Regions from separate parts of the Rattus norvegicus genome. Here region 2 is linked to region 1. Evidence: chromatin contacts called from public Hi-C data. All regions are on one chromosome and are shown on one strand. The core of a region is the stretch at or near the end of the contact, and the rest is flanking DNA. Distances in the headings are between cores, read along the strand shown. Region 1 holds the start of Ppp1r15a (protein phosphatase 1, regulatory subunit 15A). Region 2 overlaps Bcat2 (branched chain amino acid transaminase 2).

What was found. Hi-C and Micro-C count contacts between places; a contact is called where the count stands out from the background.
Region 2: a contact with region 1 is called in a Hi-C map of hepatocytes, with 4 times the contacts expected there. The contact joins the enhancer-like site here to the promoter of Ppp1r15a in region 1. A contact is called at or near these places in 3 of 12 Hi-C or Micro-C datasets (hepatocytes, kidney and psoas muscle).

Annotation. Positions count from the first base shown.
Region 1 is chr1:105,135,177-105,142,969 of GRCr8, forward strand. It overlaps Ppp1r15a (protein phosphatase 1, regulatory subunit 15A), which reads right to left and starts at 4,420. Exons shown (of 3, transcript NM_133546.3): 1 at 4,205-4,420; 2 at 2,206-3,600; 3 at 1,345-1,762. The coding sequence starts at 3,591. The coding sequence ends at 1,412. Tulp2 (TUB like protein 2) reads left to right here. Exons shown (of 10, transcript NM_001012168.1): 9 at 346-517; 10 at 697-856. The coding sequence ends at 830. It overlaps Plekha4 (pleckstrin homology domain containing A4), which reads left to right and starts at 7,342. Exons shown (of 20, transcript NM_199101.1): 1 at 7,342-7,600. It also overlaps a transcript of Nucb1 not described here.
Region 2 is chr1:105,192,388-105,200,180 of GRCr8, forward strand. It overlaps Bcat2 (branched chain amino acid transaminase 2), which reads left to right. Exons shown (of 11, transcript NM_022400.2): 7 at 2,164-2,306; 8 at 2,464-2,549; 9 at 2,762-2,902; 10 at 2,977-3,051; 11 at 3,694-4,087. The coding sequence ends at 3,732. Among named protein-coding and RNA genes, the nearest start is that of Trnap-ggg, 7.8 kb to the right of the region's middle. Within about 2 kb of position 3,649, at least 71 of the 93 cell types and tissues checked have an H3K27ac peak or open chromatin away from gene starts, as enhancers often do. A contact at or near this core is called in hepatocytes and kidney, where this site is marked.

The DNA of each region.
Region 1 (7,793 bases), core at 3,170-5,669:
AAGAAAGAAAAAGAATCAAAAAGTAAGGGCTGGAGAGATGGCTCAGTGCTTCAGTGGTTAAGAGCACTGACTGCTCTTCCAGAGGTCCTGAGTTCAATTCTCACCAACCACATGGTGGCTCACAACCATCTGTAAAGAGATCCGATGCCCCCTTTTGGTGTATCTGAAGACAGCTACAGTGTATATATATATATATATATATATATATATGAATAAATAAATCTTTTTAAAAAAAGTAAACCTGGCAATCTAGAAACACTGATTCTCAAACAAATAATATATGCATCTGGACTAAAAAATCGGGCTCCTGGTGGGATAACAAACGATGCCCTCTGTATCTTTAAGGATCAGGATTCAATACTGAGTCGCGTACAGAAAGGCGCTAGACATGGGCTGCTCCTACTGCAGAACAAGGCCCCATCGTGGAGCGACGAAAGCGGCGCATACGTACTCAATTTTCATGGTCGCGTCACGCGGGCTTCTGTCAAGAACTTCCAGATAGTGCACCCGGATGAACGTGAGCTCCTAGCAACCGGAAGATGGGGATAGGGCGGAAGCGGGCACTCACTCAAGTACAACTAAGTAGGGCGGGTGCCTCGTCGCAATGCATTTTGGGAGATGTAGTTTATCGGGCTCCTTGAATTTCCTAGTTTGGTAAAAGTAAGGAATTTGACTAGTTTCTGGTTTGCTCCTCAGCGGACCACCTGGTGCTCCAGTTTGGCCGTGTAGCACCAAACATATTCACGATGGATTTCCGATATCCTCTTTGCCCGCTCCAAGCCTTCGCCATCTGCTTATCCAGTTTCGATGGGAAACTGGCGTGTGAGTAACTGAATAAAATACCATCCCTCACCAACTCTGTTCTGTGCGTTTGGAGAAAGCTTCACGCCATGCCTCCTCCTCTCTTTTTTAGTTTTTTGATACTCAGTCTGGTCTCCAACAACTATGTAGCTGAGGCTTGCCTTGAACCTCCGATCCTCCTGCTCTCTGAAGTGCTGGGATGACAAGCATGCACCTTTGTGCCTGGCCTTGTCTTTTAACAATAAATCTTTTGATTAATTTTTTTAGTTAGTGTACAAAATAATGGGCTTCGTTATAACAGTTTCATACATGTCGTCGTTGTACCTTGCTTGTATTTAACACCCTTCCTTGTCCCTCTTATTTTTTGAGACAGCCTTACTCCTTACGTTATCCTTGTCTTGGAACTCAAGTCAATCCTACTGCCTCAGCTTCCCAGTGGTGACTTGTGTTTGGACACAATTCATATTTAGCCTCCCTTAAGCTATCAATAAGTACACACATATTTAGCCTCCCTTAAGCTATCAATAAGTACACACTTAGAGCTTATCACTACAAATCAAAAGGCTTTATTTCGTATTAAAATAAATAAATAACAAAAAACTACTCAGGCTTAGCCCCGCCTTCCTCCCAAGTCCAGGCTGGGAGGAGGGATTTCACTGGGAAGGGGAGAGGGAGTGGTCACATCTTGGCTGAGGGGTGTGGCCTCAGTGGAAGAGCAAGGCTCAGGCAGTGGAAGAGACGAGGACGACAGAGGAAGGGGTAGGTTTCTAAGGCGTGTCCATGCTCTGGCCCTGAAAGCAGGGGTAAGGTAAGGACCCAGCTGCTCCTCTGCCTGGGCAATGCGTCGAGCAAAGCGGCTTCGATCTCGTGCAAACTGCTCCCAGGGGCCTCGACGAGCAGCCTGGGCTGGTCCTGCCCAGACAGCAAGGAAATGGACTGTAACTTTCTCAGAGAAGTGCACCTGGGGACAGATGGACAGCGGCAAGAAATAAAAATCTGTCACGCAAAAAGTGCTTGGTATTTTAATAGTCACCTGCCTGCCTGCCCCTCTGACTCACTCAAGACACATGTTCAGGGCCACATGAGCTACAGCTATCATTCTTCCTCCCTCTTACAGGAGATTGCAAGAGAGTGAACACAGCCTTCCTGGCAGAGTTCCTATGCAACAAGTTGCAACACATGGCTCCCTGGAGTCTCCACCCCCAGCACACTTCCTTAGGGATTTTTCCAGACCACACCCCCCCACTCCTCTTCCTCCTCCTGACTCAGAATCTAGGTCCTTTGAATAAATTATATATTTAAGAAAAAAGGGCAGTATGAATCCTATTGTAATCCCAGCACTAGGACTATAAACTCCTTAGCCACAAAGTAAGCCACTTTAGGATCTAAGCTGCTAGCACTCACCTTTCTACCCTTCAGAGGAATCTCAGGGTCCTGATTCCGGGCGGGGGCTTTGAAAGATCTGAGCCGCTTCTGCAGTCGAAGGGGCAGCTTAGGGGCAGCCCAAGGTGGTGCTGGCTTCTGTCCAGGTAAATAGAAGGCCACCTGGAAGGGAGGGGGCTCTGCTTCTCCACATCCCTTGGTCTTCTCTACTGGTAGACAATGCTGGGTACTCTGGCAAGAGTCAACTGTTTCTGAGTCAACTGGGGCCACATTCTCACTGTCGTCTTCCTCTTCTGTGTCCTCTCCTGGGCGATAGACCCAGGCCTTCAGGAAGGCACTTGTATGGGGGGTGGTACAGCTCTGAGCTGTGTCTTCCTCAGCTGAATCCCAATCACCGTCATCTTCCTCTTCTGTGTCCTCTCCTGGGCGATAGACCCAGGCCTTCAGGAAGGCACTTGTATGGGGGGTGGTACAGGTATGAGCTGTGTCTTCCTCAGCTGAATCCAAATCACTGTCTTCTTCCTCCTCTGTGTCCTCTCCTGGGCGATACACCCAGGCCTTCAGGAAGGCACTGCCAGAACAGACAGAAGTCTCAGGTCCTCCTTCCTCAGCCTCTGCATTCTGACAAGGGTGACTCTGCCCTGCCCTGTGTTGCTCTGGCTTAGTTTCTCCCTCCTGCTTAGGCCTCTCTCTAGTGTGGTACTCCCAGACTCTGGAGTGGGAGCCTGAGGGTTCAGCCTTATTGTCTGTTCCTTTTTCCTCCGTGGCTCGATGTTCTGCCTCCCCTGGGCAATACACAGAAGTGCTGGGTTTATATCCTGGAGCTATGGAAGCAGCAGAGGCCTGGTGAGCCTTCTTCACGGTTTCTGTATCCTCTTCATCCTCAGCTGGACCACCCTCCCAGTGTGATGTGGGATAAGCCAGCTCGGACACACCCTCTTCTCTAGCCACCACCTCCCCAACTTTCTTATCTGCCCCTTGCAGGTGAAGGGGCTGTAGTGTAGGCAGGCCAGCTGTGTGCTCCACTTCTTGCTCTCTAAGGCCATCTTGTCCTGGCTTCCCATTATGTTCATCAATATCTGAAAGTCCCCAAGTTTTAGGAGGGGAACTTTGGGCTTCCACATCAAGGCAGAGCCTCTGGGCTGCTTTACTCCATTCAGGAGTTCCATTTCCTTCAGTCTCTCGGAGAGGTAGGTGATTTTCAGAGACCGGGGGAGGCGTCAACAGAGCATCAGCCTCTATCTGGTTTGCTCCTGCTACTGTTTCTGCCAACCAGGCCTCTGAGACCTCGGGCCCCCTCAGGCGGCTCCAGGCCCGGCTGAGGAAGCCCATCAGTGGAGACAGGAGGTAGAAAGAGTGGGCTTCCTTCCAGTGCAGGACATGCTGGGGTCTTGGGCTTGGGGCCATGTGTCTGGCCTAGAAAGGGGGAATTTGTTTAGAAGTCGCTCTGGAAACAGTATCAGGTCACAGCACTGAGTCATTGTTAAAAAATAGTCACAGCAGCGCGTGAATCCCTGCCTCAAATTCCTAATAGCATTGCTCACACCCAACTCCGCCACTTGGTTCTTCTCTCAACATTCACGTTCTACATCCTCAGAACCAAAAGCCCACACTCTTAAACCCTTTCCTTAACCCCAGCCACAGTTTCTGGCTAGCCCTTCTGAGACCTGTAAGCGTCTGGCTTTTTAATAACCTTTCTCTCCTCAAGCTTGTGCTCAGGCCCCTAAAACCTCCTCCTGCCTACCTCTTAGACCCAGGCTGCTCCTCCTGGAGTCCCTCTCTTTATTTAGCAATGTACAAGTACTGCAGTTCTAGTTCAGGACCCCTGCCCTTCAATGTAGAGACTAGACCTGGGCTCTCCTCTCTCGGACCAAATAAAGCATCCGGCTTTCAGTGCCGTTTCCTCAAATCTGGGTTCCTCCCCAGTCTGCCCCTCAGATCCCACAACACTCTCCTAGCCTCCTCGCCGAAGAAAGTCCTCCCCAGCACTCCCCCAAAGGCCGCCCCATCCCCCACTCACCGGCGGGCTGCGCGTCACCCCGGGGGCTGGAGGTCCGGTTCGGTTTGCCAAAAGCGGTCGTGGGTCCGGATTGCTCTCAAGGCCAGCGCGTTCATGTCGCCCTCAGGCGTGGGGCTCGGGGACGTGATGTCTCACGGGCTGTCGCAAAGGCTGTCCCGGCAAAGGGATGCGGAGTCGCGCGGGGTCTCGCATGTAATCTTCCACAAGCTGCGAACTGAGTCAATCTGCGCCAACACGATCACCCGGGAGTTTATAGTCTGACGCAGCGCTATGCTGACGTCACCGGAGAGGCGGAGTTTCGGAAGTCCCTGAGAAAGGTGGAGAGAGGAAAACAACACTGAAATTCTCGCGGAGATTCCGGGCCTTGTGAGGTCACCGTGGCTTCCCAGGCGTGTCCTTGGCTCAAATCCAGAGAGCCGTCAATCTCGCAGAACTTTTGAGCAAGCACGCCAACTTCATCAGGCAGTCACATGCCGTCCCATTCTCTTTCTCTTTCTCTCTCCCTCTCTGTCTCTGTGTGTGTGTGTCTCCTCTCTCTCTCTCTCTCTCTCTCTCTCCTCTCTCTGAGAAGCAGGGACTAACCTGCTACTGCCTCCAGAGTGCTGGGATTACAGGAGTGATTTGGTTGGGGAGAGGTTCGAAACAGGACTTTCTGACTATCCGTGGCTATCTTGAACTCACTCTGTAGACCAGGCTAGCTTCAAACTCAAAGGTCCGCCTGCCTCTGCCTCTCAAGTGTTGGGATTAAAGGTATGGGGCCACCACACCCCGCGGCTAGCAGTGAATTTTTATTAGAAGATAGCAGTGAAGTTTTATTAGAAGACAAAACACCCAATGTTTTAAAATATTATTTATGTCTTTTTTTTTTTAAATGTAGGAGTGCACTATCTGCATGTATATCTGCATGCCAGAACAGGGCATCAGATCCCCACCATGTGGTTACTGAGAATGAACTCAGGACCTCTGGAAGAGCAGCCAGTGTTCTTAACTACTGAACCACCTCACCAGCCCTTGTTTGTTTTTCCAAGATTAGTTCTGGCTGTCCTGGAACTCACTTTGTAGACTCGGCTGACCTTGGGCTCACTGGGATCTCATTACCTCTACCTCCTGATTCTGGGATTAAAGACGTGCACCGGGGTTGGGGATTTAGCTCAGTGGTAGAGCACTTGCCTAGCAAGCACAAGGCTCTGGGTTCGGTCCCCAGCTCCGAAAAAAAGAAAAAGACGTGCACCCTGGGCTGGTGAGATGGCTCAGATGCTCTCCCACACACCCCGGCCAAAAGAAAAAGATTTTTTAAATCTTTATTTTATATGTTTTCCGTGTGTGTGTGTGTGTGTGTGTGTGTGTGTGTGTGTGTGTGTGTGTGTGTGTGTTTGTGCGTATGTGTGAGTATATCATGTCTGGTGCATATGGAGGTCGGAACACGGGTGGAATTGGAGTTAGAGACAATTGTGAAGCTTCTCATGGAGGGTTATAGGAACTAAATTTGGGTCCTCTGCAAAGAGTAGCAAGTGATTAGGCCCTGACCCATCTCTCTGGTCCCTTGGCTGTTTTTGGTGTGTCTGTCTGGGTTTTGTTTTGTTTTCAGACAGGATTTTTCTGTGTAGCCCTGCCTGTCCTGGAACTCACTCTGTAGTCCACGCTGGTCTTGAACTCAAAGAACAGAAGTCCACCTGCCACTTCCTCCTGAGTACTGAGATTAAAGGCATGTGTCACTATGCCTGTCCAGTCTGTCTGTATTGAGCAGGGTCTTACAGTATAGTCCACACTGTCCGGGGACTCACAGGGGAAGAAGGCCAAAGAATCTTTGGGCAATTCTCCTCCTGTGTACAGAGAAGCAGTGACCCCACCCAAGGCCTGCCTTCATGGAGTCTCCTCCTTCTTTTTTAAAAACGCATGTTTCTGTTTCCTTTGTTTTGTTTTTTCTTTTGTCAGGGACCTGTATTGTTTTTCCAGGAGTGTCTGGAACTTACTATGAAACCTGGGCTGAACCCGTGTTGCCCCAGCTGCCCTGGTACTCTCGGCAGTCCTACCCAGTATGGAGGGTACAAGTGTGATCTCAACAGATAGTGTGTGGAGAACACCGCTAAACAGACTCTTTGTCTTCACACACAGGTGTCCATGTTTTTTGAATTTATACAAAGGTTTGGCTTATATAATTTGAATTTCTGATTGGCCTGCATTCTCATGGGGGTGGGGCTCTGTTCAAATCCCAGATATAGATCCAGAGATCCAATTCCAGCCTTCCCTCCTGGTGTGTGTGTCTCAGAGACAGACAGAGAAAGAGAGTGTGTGTAGCCTGTATGTGGATCCCAGAGCCTCACACCTCACACACACTGAGCAATGCTCTCCTGGAGCTACTCTCTGAGCTCCGGTCTATAGCCTTCTTCCTCAAAATGTACTGAGATTCCATACCTCCCTTATAAATGGGCTAACAGTCTGATCTGAGGGAGAAATTTCAAACTGGCCACTTAACTCTATCCTTACCAGAATCTAGCAGGTCTAGGACTGTCTTCTTCTCCTTCCAGTCACCATCACTGCCCTATTTGGTCAAGGCCACTCTTGGGGACTGTGGGTGAATGAATAGTCCATGAATCCCTACTTGTAGCTCATACCTTCCCAGGCACCCACCAGCCACACTCTATCCCAGCTTTCCAAGGTTCTGGGAGTTGGAGATGCCATTCTTCGAAAGACCTAGGACAGCTCTCTTGAAGGTTGTCAGAAGCCCAGAACTCCAGGAACAACAAAACCATTTTGCCCTGGAGTTCCAGCCCCTCTCCAAACATAGAGGAGTCCCAGGCACAGTTTAGGAGACCCAGGAGTTGGGGGAGCCCAATCCTTCCCCTTAGTTGTGGGGGCAGCTGAGCCAGGGGTCAAGTTGTAGTGGGGAGGCCAGAAGAGGCGGGGACAGCCAGGATTGGGAGGGGAGACGGCAGCGTGGGCGGCTGCTGGAGAGAGGGAGAGCCCGGCAGAGAGGAAAGAGAAACTGGGAGAGGGAGGAAGAGAGAAAGTGAGGAAGAGAACTTGAAAAGGAAAGGAAACAGATGTGTCTGATCAGGGAGATAGAGGAAGAGACTGAGGAGAACGGAAGTAGATGAGTGGGATGGAGTGGGGGAGGGGACGGGGAAGTGATTAGACAGCAGCAGTCAGGTAGGGAGAGGGACTGGGAGAGGTGACATAGGCAGAGGGGAGGGGAGAGAGAGAGAGAGAGAGGAAGAGACAGAGACACCGAGAGACACAGTGGGAGAGACAGAAAGAGACAGAGAGGGGGGAGACAGAGAGCTCACAAAACAGAGAAGAAAAGAAAGCAAGTATCAGGTGAGGAGACCAACTCTGAGAGGCAGTGTCTAAGACACAAAAAGAGGTGACATCCTGTCACCGGGACACCAGAGCTGGGTAAGTCCCTGGCTGGGCTGGGAGGGACGTGCCTGGATGACCATTCCTGGTGTCTTAGGACTTGTCCTAGGGAGTTGGGCAAAGACGGTTTGGGGGTTCATGAGGGAAGACAGGGACAGGTAGCCCGGGCACCCTGAAGGAGGCAGGGATTGGAATTCCTGTGCATAAAGGGGGTCACATTCTTGGCTAGTAT
Region 2 (7,793 bases), core at 2,399-4,898, 56 kb after region 1:
GCTGGGATGAAAAGCTATTGTCACTGGCTCTGCAGTTGGGATCTTGGCTTTCTTGTGTCCTTTGTCATCCCTGGTGCCTGACACTAAAGGCCAAAGGAGAATGGGGTGTCTTTTATTTGAATAGAGATGGGTCAATGGGAAGACCAGAACTGAGCCCCCTGGAAGCCTCTAGAAAGCCAGATGACCATTAGGTCTTCCGGGTCACCTGTGCTGCACTCTCTGCATAGCTCCCCACAACATGACTTGGGCCTCGTCTCCATTCTGACCCTATGAACTTCCCAACATTCTGTGTTGCCAAAGGCCCTGACACAATATATTGTCAGGAGGTGGCTAAGTCTCCTGGGATCAGATTGGGTATAAACTACTGTCATGCTGGAACAAGGAAGTGTGGACACACAGGAAGGTATTCAGGTCACTTCAGAACACATCTATGAGGTCTTCTGGGGGTCAGGCCATCTGTTGGCTGCAGCTGGAGACACAGACAAGGCCAAGCCAGCTGAACCCCCTGAGGGCAGTTGGACTGGTGGCACCCTAGTGTCCAGATCTGCAATCTCAATTACAAGGTTCAGATCTTGCGAAAGTTCTATTTAAGAGGTGACACTTCACCTGTGGTTTCTTGGCTACAAAAGCAGTAAGAGAAGCCAGGCGTGGTGGCATACAGCCATGTAGGTCATAGTCCTGGCTGCTCAGTAGGCTGAGGCAGGAGGGCTACAGAGAGAGCTGTGGGGTGCCTGGAGAGATGGCTCAGTGGTTAAGAGCACTGACTGCTCTTCCAGGGGTCCTGAGTTCAATTCCCAGCAACCACATGGTGGCTCACAACCATCTGTAATGGGATCAGATGCCCTCTCAAGACAGAGACAGTACTCACATATATAAAATAACTAAATCTTGGAAGAAAGAAAGAAAGAAAGAAAGAAAGAAAGAAAGAAAGAAAGAGAGAAAGAAAGAGAGAAAGAAAGCTGAAGGCTGTGGATCAGCAGTAGAGCTTATGCCTAGGATCCCCCAGTGAGGGACTTTGGGGGTGGTGTAGTGGTCAAACCCCTGCCTAGAATCCCCCAAAGAGGGGGTAGGGTGGAGCTCAGTGATAAGAATATTTACTAAACATATGAAGATCCTGAGTTCAAAGAAAGAAAAGGAAAAACATGGCGGATACGTTTCGACCACATTTGGCACAGGGCCAGTTTTTTTTCACAAGGCTCAGAACATGGACTGGGATCCTGGCCTTGAACACTGGGAACTTTGTATGAGTAAGAAAAATCTGGTGTGGCTCACACACTACTGGTTAAAACAGGATGAGAGCTGCTGAAGGAGTGCATGGCTGTCTTCCCAGCACTTGGGAGGAGTGGTCAAGAGGGTCAGGAGTTCCACACTAACTTCAGCTGCATGGTGACTCTGAGGCCAACCTCTATTTCTAGAGACCCTGCCTCAAAGACAAAAAGAAGAACCAGCAGTGCAAGGCAACACAAGCCGCCCCACCCCCTTTTTAAAGATGTATTTATCTTATGTAAATGAGTACACTGTCCTCAAACACACCAGAAGAGGGTATCAGATCCCATTACAGATGGTTGCTAGGATTTGAACTCAGGACCTCTGGAAGAGTAGTCAGTGCTCTTAACCATTGAGCCATCTCTCTAGCCCCCACATAAGCGTTTGATCCCAGGGACACACAGAGAAACCCTGTTTCAAAAAATAAAACCCCGGGCTGGAGAGATGGCTCAGCGGTTAAGAGCACCCAACTACTCTTCCAGAGGTCCTGAGTTCAATTCCCAGCAACCACATGGTGGCTCACAACCATTTGTAAAGAGATCCGGTGCCCTCTTCTGGTGTATCTGAAGACAGCTACAGTGTACTTATATATAATAAATGAATAAATCTTTAAAAAAAAAAAAAAAAAAACCAAAAAGTAGAGTGAGGAAATCTGCTTGGTGTCACTACACCCGTGACCTTAATCCCAGACGCTTGAGAAAGGAGGAGCTGGGGGCAGGGAATGGGGCCCACCACGCTGGGCCCCAACTTTGACCTCAGCTATTAGGTGACGGAGTCTGTCCTGCAGATTTAGAGCACCACAGCTGTGCTGTGAGTTGGGGAAGGAGACTCCTCCTTGACTGTACTGTGGGGAGGATGGGGAATTCTCTGCCCAGTCTGACCAGGCTGCCCCCCCAGGAATTACGGCCCCACTGTGGCTGTGCAACAAGAAGCCCAGAAGAAAGGCTGCGAGCAGGTCCTCTGGCTGTACGGGCCGGACCACCAGCTCACCGAGGTGGGAACCATGAACATCTTTGTCTACTGGACTCATGAAGACGGAGGTGAGCCTACTCATGTCCTAACCCACACCCTGTATATCCTGTCTGATTCCTTCTGGGCTGCGAGGTCTCGGAATCCTGGGCAGGTGACTTCTAAAAAGAAAGGGGAGACCATTTAAGGGTGGGAAGCAGTGACACCCGTCTGTCCTCCCTGACTTAGAACTGGAGCTGGCAACCCCCCCACTGGATGGCATCATCCTCCCCGGAGTGGTTCGACAAAGCCTGCTGGATCTGGCCAGGACTTGGGTAGGGCCTGCATGGCATCTGAATCTTTGGACCAGTGTCTTGAGTTGTGGCACGGTGGTGGAAGCCTGGCCCACTGCCATGCCCTCGTTTCTGGGTCCATCTCCCATCCCTGGGCCTCTGTCTTTTCCAGTAGCCTTAGGGAGGGAGTGATGGTGGTCTGCAGTAGGACAGGAGTCTGGGTCCTGGAGTGCTTCTGTGCCCTTGTTCTGCAGGGTGAGTTCCGGGTGGCAGAACGCAAGGTCACTATGAAGGAATTGAAGCGGGCACTGGAGGAGGGCCGGGTGCGAGAAGTCTTCGGCTCAGGCACTGCTTGTCAGGTCTGCCCAGTGCACCAAATCCTATATGAAGGCAAGGTGAGACAGAGCTGCCGGGGTGGGTGGGAGAGAAAGAAGGGAAGTGCCCCATCCTCATGGCTGCCTTTCCCTAGCAACTCCACATTCCTACCATGGAAAATGGGCCGGAACTCATCCTGCGCTTCCAGAAGGAGTTGAAGGCTATTCAGGTAAGCTCATGAATTTGGGACCAACAACTGATTAACTCCTCCTTTCCTCTGAATACTTGTGGCCAGAAGCACGGGAAATACCCCCTTCCACAAGTCTCTGAGGTTTTAGGTCATAAAGACTCTGGGATGTTGGCCACAAAAATAAATAAATAAATAAATAAATAAATAAATAAATAAATAAAATAAAATAAAATAAAATAAAATAAAATAAAATGGGCCTTCCACGACTCCTGAAGTTCTGGGATGTCCCTTTGGCATGGCAAACCTTTTTCCCTTGCCCCTCCCTGGCCTTGAATGATTCCTCTTACAAGCCTCTGGTGCGTTTCCTCTTGTGAGCCAAGAGGGCTTCTAGAGAACCTCTGGGCTCATTTCCCTGAGCAGGACCTGAGGTAACTGGTATCCTGGCCCCATGTTGGCACCTAGCACTAAACATCTGAGCTTAAAGTGCCTTTTCCCAAGAGCCTTCAAAGCTTTTGCAACTCTCTTGATCCCTTGGAATTGTTGGCGGGTCTCCAGGTCAAGGACTACACTTCCCATAAGGCACTGGGGCGCAGCTCTGAGAGCGGCCAGCTTGCGATGCTCCAGGGCCTACTGGGAGTTGTAGTGCAGCTGTATCTTTAAGGCACCTTCGTTGTCCCGCAGTACGGAACCAGTGCCCACGATTGGATGCTTCGTGTGTGACGTTAGGGAGGTTGTGCCCTACCTGGTTGGATCCGCTGACGTGCAGCATCCAGTTCAGCGTCCTCGCCTCCCAGAGACTCAAGAGAAGTGCAATAGGGAAAGGTCGTTCCAGACTGCTGGCTCTCTGGCACCCTCACGTGGAAGTTACACTCCAAAGCCTTAAGGGCGGGACCCATGTAATTTGGACCCCACCTCAGTTCAGCTGCTCCGCGTCCTGGTGTTCAAGAGAGAACCTTGGCTTCTTCTCGATCTCCGTTCTCAGGCCGGATCCCCGGTGCTCTTCATGTCTTTTTTTTTTTTTTTTCCGTCTCTCTCTCCTTGCTGCAATTTTGAAATAAAATGCCAAAGAACAAGACATTCGTTGTCATATTCTAAGCGCCACTCTGAGATGCTGGGGGCATTTATTATCAGGGACCCTGCCTGAGGACTTTTCTGACCTGAGGGTTCCTTCTGTAATTTAGTATTGAACCCCATTTACTGCAGTTGGACACACCAGATTTCTCAGGCTCTCTTCCCTTCTTACATTTCATTGGTGCCCAAGCCCTGTTCTCGAGGCCCCCGACTGCCCTGTCGCTCCTTGTGTCCCCCCTCGGCCTGACTTCTGACCTGGTCTTCTGCCGGTCTCTATCCTAGCTTCCTCTCTGGCCTCCTGGCCTTCATCTGCTCCCATCCATCTGACATCAAAGGGCTTCTATAATTGTGTCTTTCAGGGACATCAGCTCCTCCGACAGGGCGGGCCACCTACTGAAGCGAGTCCCTAATTTTTTCTGACTGTTGCAGGAGTTAGAAAGATCACAGCACTGTGTCCATATCTGTGATTCAATGGTCCCAATCCCTGGCACACACACTTGAATAAGGCCCACATGGGCCTCTAGAGAGAGGTGATTAAGACCCGGCTACAGATCTGGATTCAAGTCCTGCCTCTGTTTCCTGCCTGCTTTTATTTTGGACTTGCCATGTCATTGCTGATCAAATTAGCTGGAGCGAGAGTCTGCAGGTCTATCTGGCAGATGTTATCAGAGCAAGGCAGCCAGCCTTGGGATAGGAATTCCAGTTTCTTGGGCCCCAACTGACCCATTGCCACAACTCATTCCCTTTTGTCAAGTTATTGCTCAAGGAAAGGTCAGGGGCCAAGGGGACCCAGGGGAAAGTCTACAGGCCCCTGGGACACTTTCTTCCCTCCATCGATTCAATCTTCCTGTAAAAATCCTCACTTTTGCCCAGGCAGTGTTGGCACATGACTTTAATCCCATGGGGCACTCGGGAGGCAGAGGTAGGTGAATCTCATGAGTTCGAAGCCAGCCTGGTCTCTAGAGCTCCAAGACAGCCAGGCAACACAGTTTCAGAAAACAAAACAAACAAAAACCCAACCAACCAAACAAACAAACAAAAAACCCCGAAACCCTTTTTTGTGACGGGCCAGCTGCAAGTCCTTTGCTCATTTCCTCCTCTTGGCTCTGGCTGTTCCCTGCTGCAGTCTAGATCGTATGTCCTTCACTGGGTTCTTTCTCAAGGTCATCTGTGTGTCCCTACATTTCAGGGGTGAGGCCATGGGTGTTTGTTCATGTAACATAAAAATAAGTCATTTCAGGCTGGAGAGATGGTTCAGTGGTTAAGAGCACTGTCTGCTCTTCCAGGTCCTGAGTTCAATTCCAGTAACAACACAGTGGTCCACAACCGTCTATAACGGGATCTGCTGCCCTCTTCTGGCGTGTAGGTGTTCATGCAGATAGAGCACTCCTACATAAAATGAATACATCTTTTTGTAAAAACTCATTTCTGGATTTTTTTTTCTTTTTTTCGGAGCTGGGGGACCGAACGCAGGGCCTTGTGCTTGCTAGGCAAGCGCTCTACCACTGAGCTAAATCCCCAACCCCTCATTTCTGGATTTTAAAAAGAAAATAAAAACCTTCTTAAACCATTTTTGTTAAGGCATTTGCAGTTTGTGTGATGAGCTGTTGCCAAAACTGTTAGAGGGTCCGCTTAAATCCAGTGTGACTCTAGGCTGGAGAGATGGCTCAGAGGTAAGGGCACAGGCTGCTCTTTCAGAAGTCCTGGGATCAATTCCCAGCACCCACAACCAGATGGTGGCTCACAACCATCTGTAATGGGATCCGATGCCCTCTTCTGGTGTGTCTGAAGACAGTGTGCTCATATATATAAGATTAAATAAATACATCTTTAAAAAAACCTTATTGTAATCAAGTCTGTATGAAATTGAACAAGGGAGTTTCCATCAATCAGGATAGGAGTTGGTTCTTAGGTCTGGGAACATGAACTTAGTTTGATCCTGTCAGAGGGATGGAGAAGTTGTCCCTGAGATGTCTGGACTTAGCTGTTTACAACAGAAGCCATTCAGCTGTTGGGAAGTCCCCAGCTGCCCTCGGGCCTGGGACCTTGAATTTGGTTCCTCCCTAGGATTAGATGGAGTCTAAAAATGAATGGTAGCACTGAGAAGTTTCTTTTGCTTGTTCCCAGCAGAAGCCACTTGGTTTCTTTGTAACTTTCCTGTGCCCAGATGTGGCTTCTTTGTAACTTTCCCGTGCCCAGAGATGATTCAAAAGTGGGTCATTCATTCTCTATGCAGAGTCTGGTCATCTCCCTTTTGGTATGACCTAGAAAAGGCATGAGGCCTTACCAACTCAACCATAAACTTGGCTCTTAAACTTGGGTTTTGAAGGTTTCTTCTTTGTCATGGCACCAAGTAAGGTTGACCAAACGTATGGCTACGTAAACATGTAATGGGTTAAATATTGATTTTTAAACGCATTGATATTTTCTTCATTTTTGTCTTTTTTTTTTTTGTTGTTGTTGTTGTTGTTCTTTTTTTCGGAGCTGGGGACCGAACCCAGGGCCTTGCGCTTCCTAGGCAAGTGCTCTACCACTGAGCTAAATCCCCAACCCCCATTTTTGTCTTTTAATTGTGATTTAGTAAGCATTCATAGATACATCCCACACAAAGAAATGTTTTTGAGGGGCTGGAGGGATGGCTCAGTGGTTAAGAGCACTGACAGCTCTTCCAGAGGTCCTGAGTTCAAATCTCAGCAACCACATGATGGCTCACAACCATCTAGAATGAGATCTGGTGCCCTCTTCTGGTGTGTCTGAAGACAGCTACAGTGGTGTACTTATATATAATAAATAAAAAAAAATAAAAGAAACGTTCTTGAGGGGATCTTCAATTAAAAAAAAAAAACTTTTATTCTTTTATGTGTATGTCTGTTTTACCTGCATGGACGTTTGCACTACATGTGTGCCTGGTGCCTCGAAGGAAGTCAAGAGCCTATTAAGAGTCTCTGCAATTGGAGTTACATGTAGTTGTGAATGTGCTTGGAATTGAACCTGGGTCCTCTGGAAAAGCAGTCGGTGCTCTTCACCGCTGAGCCATCTCTCCAGCCCAATGTCTGTCTGTCTGTTTGTTTGTTTAAATCAGTGTTTTGCTATGTAGCAGGACAGGCCTCATACATGAGTGAGTGTGTATGTATGTATACAACAGCCAGATATATATATATATATATGTATTTTTTTTTTCTTTTTTTCGGAGCTGGGGACCGAACCCAGGGCCTTGCGCTTGCTAGGCAAGCGCTCTACCACTGAGCTAAATCCCCAACATATATGTATGTGTAGAGAGATTATATATATATATATATATATATATATATATAAAATACACTCACGCGCACACACACACATAGAAAATGAAAACTTGGGCTGGGGATTTAGCTCAGTGGTAGAGCGCTTACCTAGGGAGCGCAAGGCCCTGGGTTCGGTCCCCAGCTCCGAAAAAAAGAACCAAAAAAAAAAAAAAAAAAAAAAGAAAATGAAAACTTTTCTTAATTTATTATCTTAATTTATCCATTTTGTGCGTGTACCTGTTTCTGCTGCGATCAGATGACGCCTTTCAGGGAAGATTTTCTCCTTTGACTGTGTGGGTCAGGAGACAGAATTGAGATCGTCAGGTTGGACAAGAGCCTTTACTTGCTGAGTCATCTCACTGGCCACAAACCAAAGATTCAAAACACCAGTAAGTCTGTGTAACTGAGCCCTGGGGAAGCACTCGG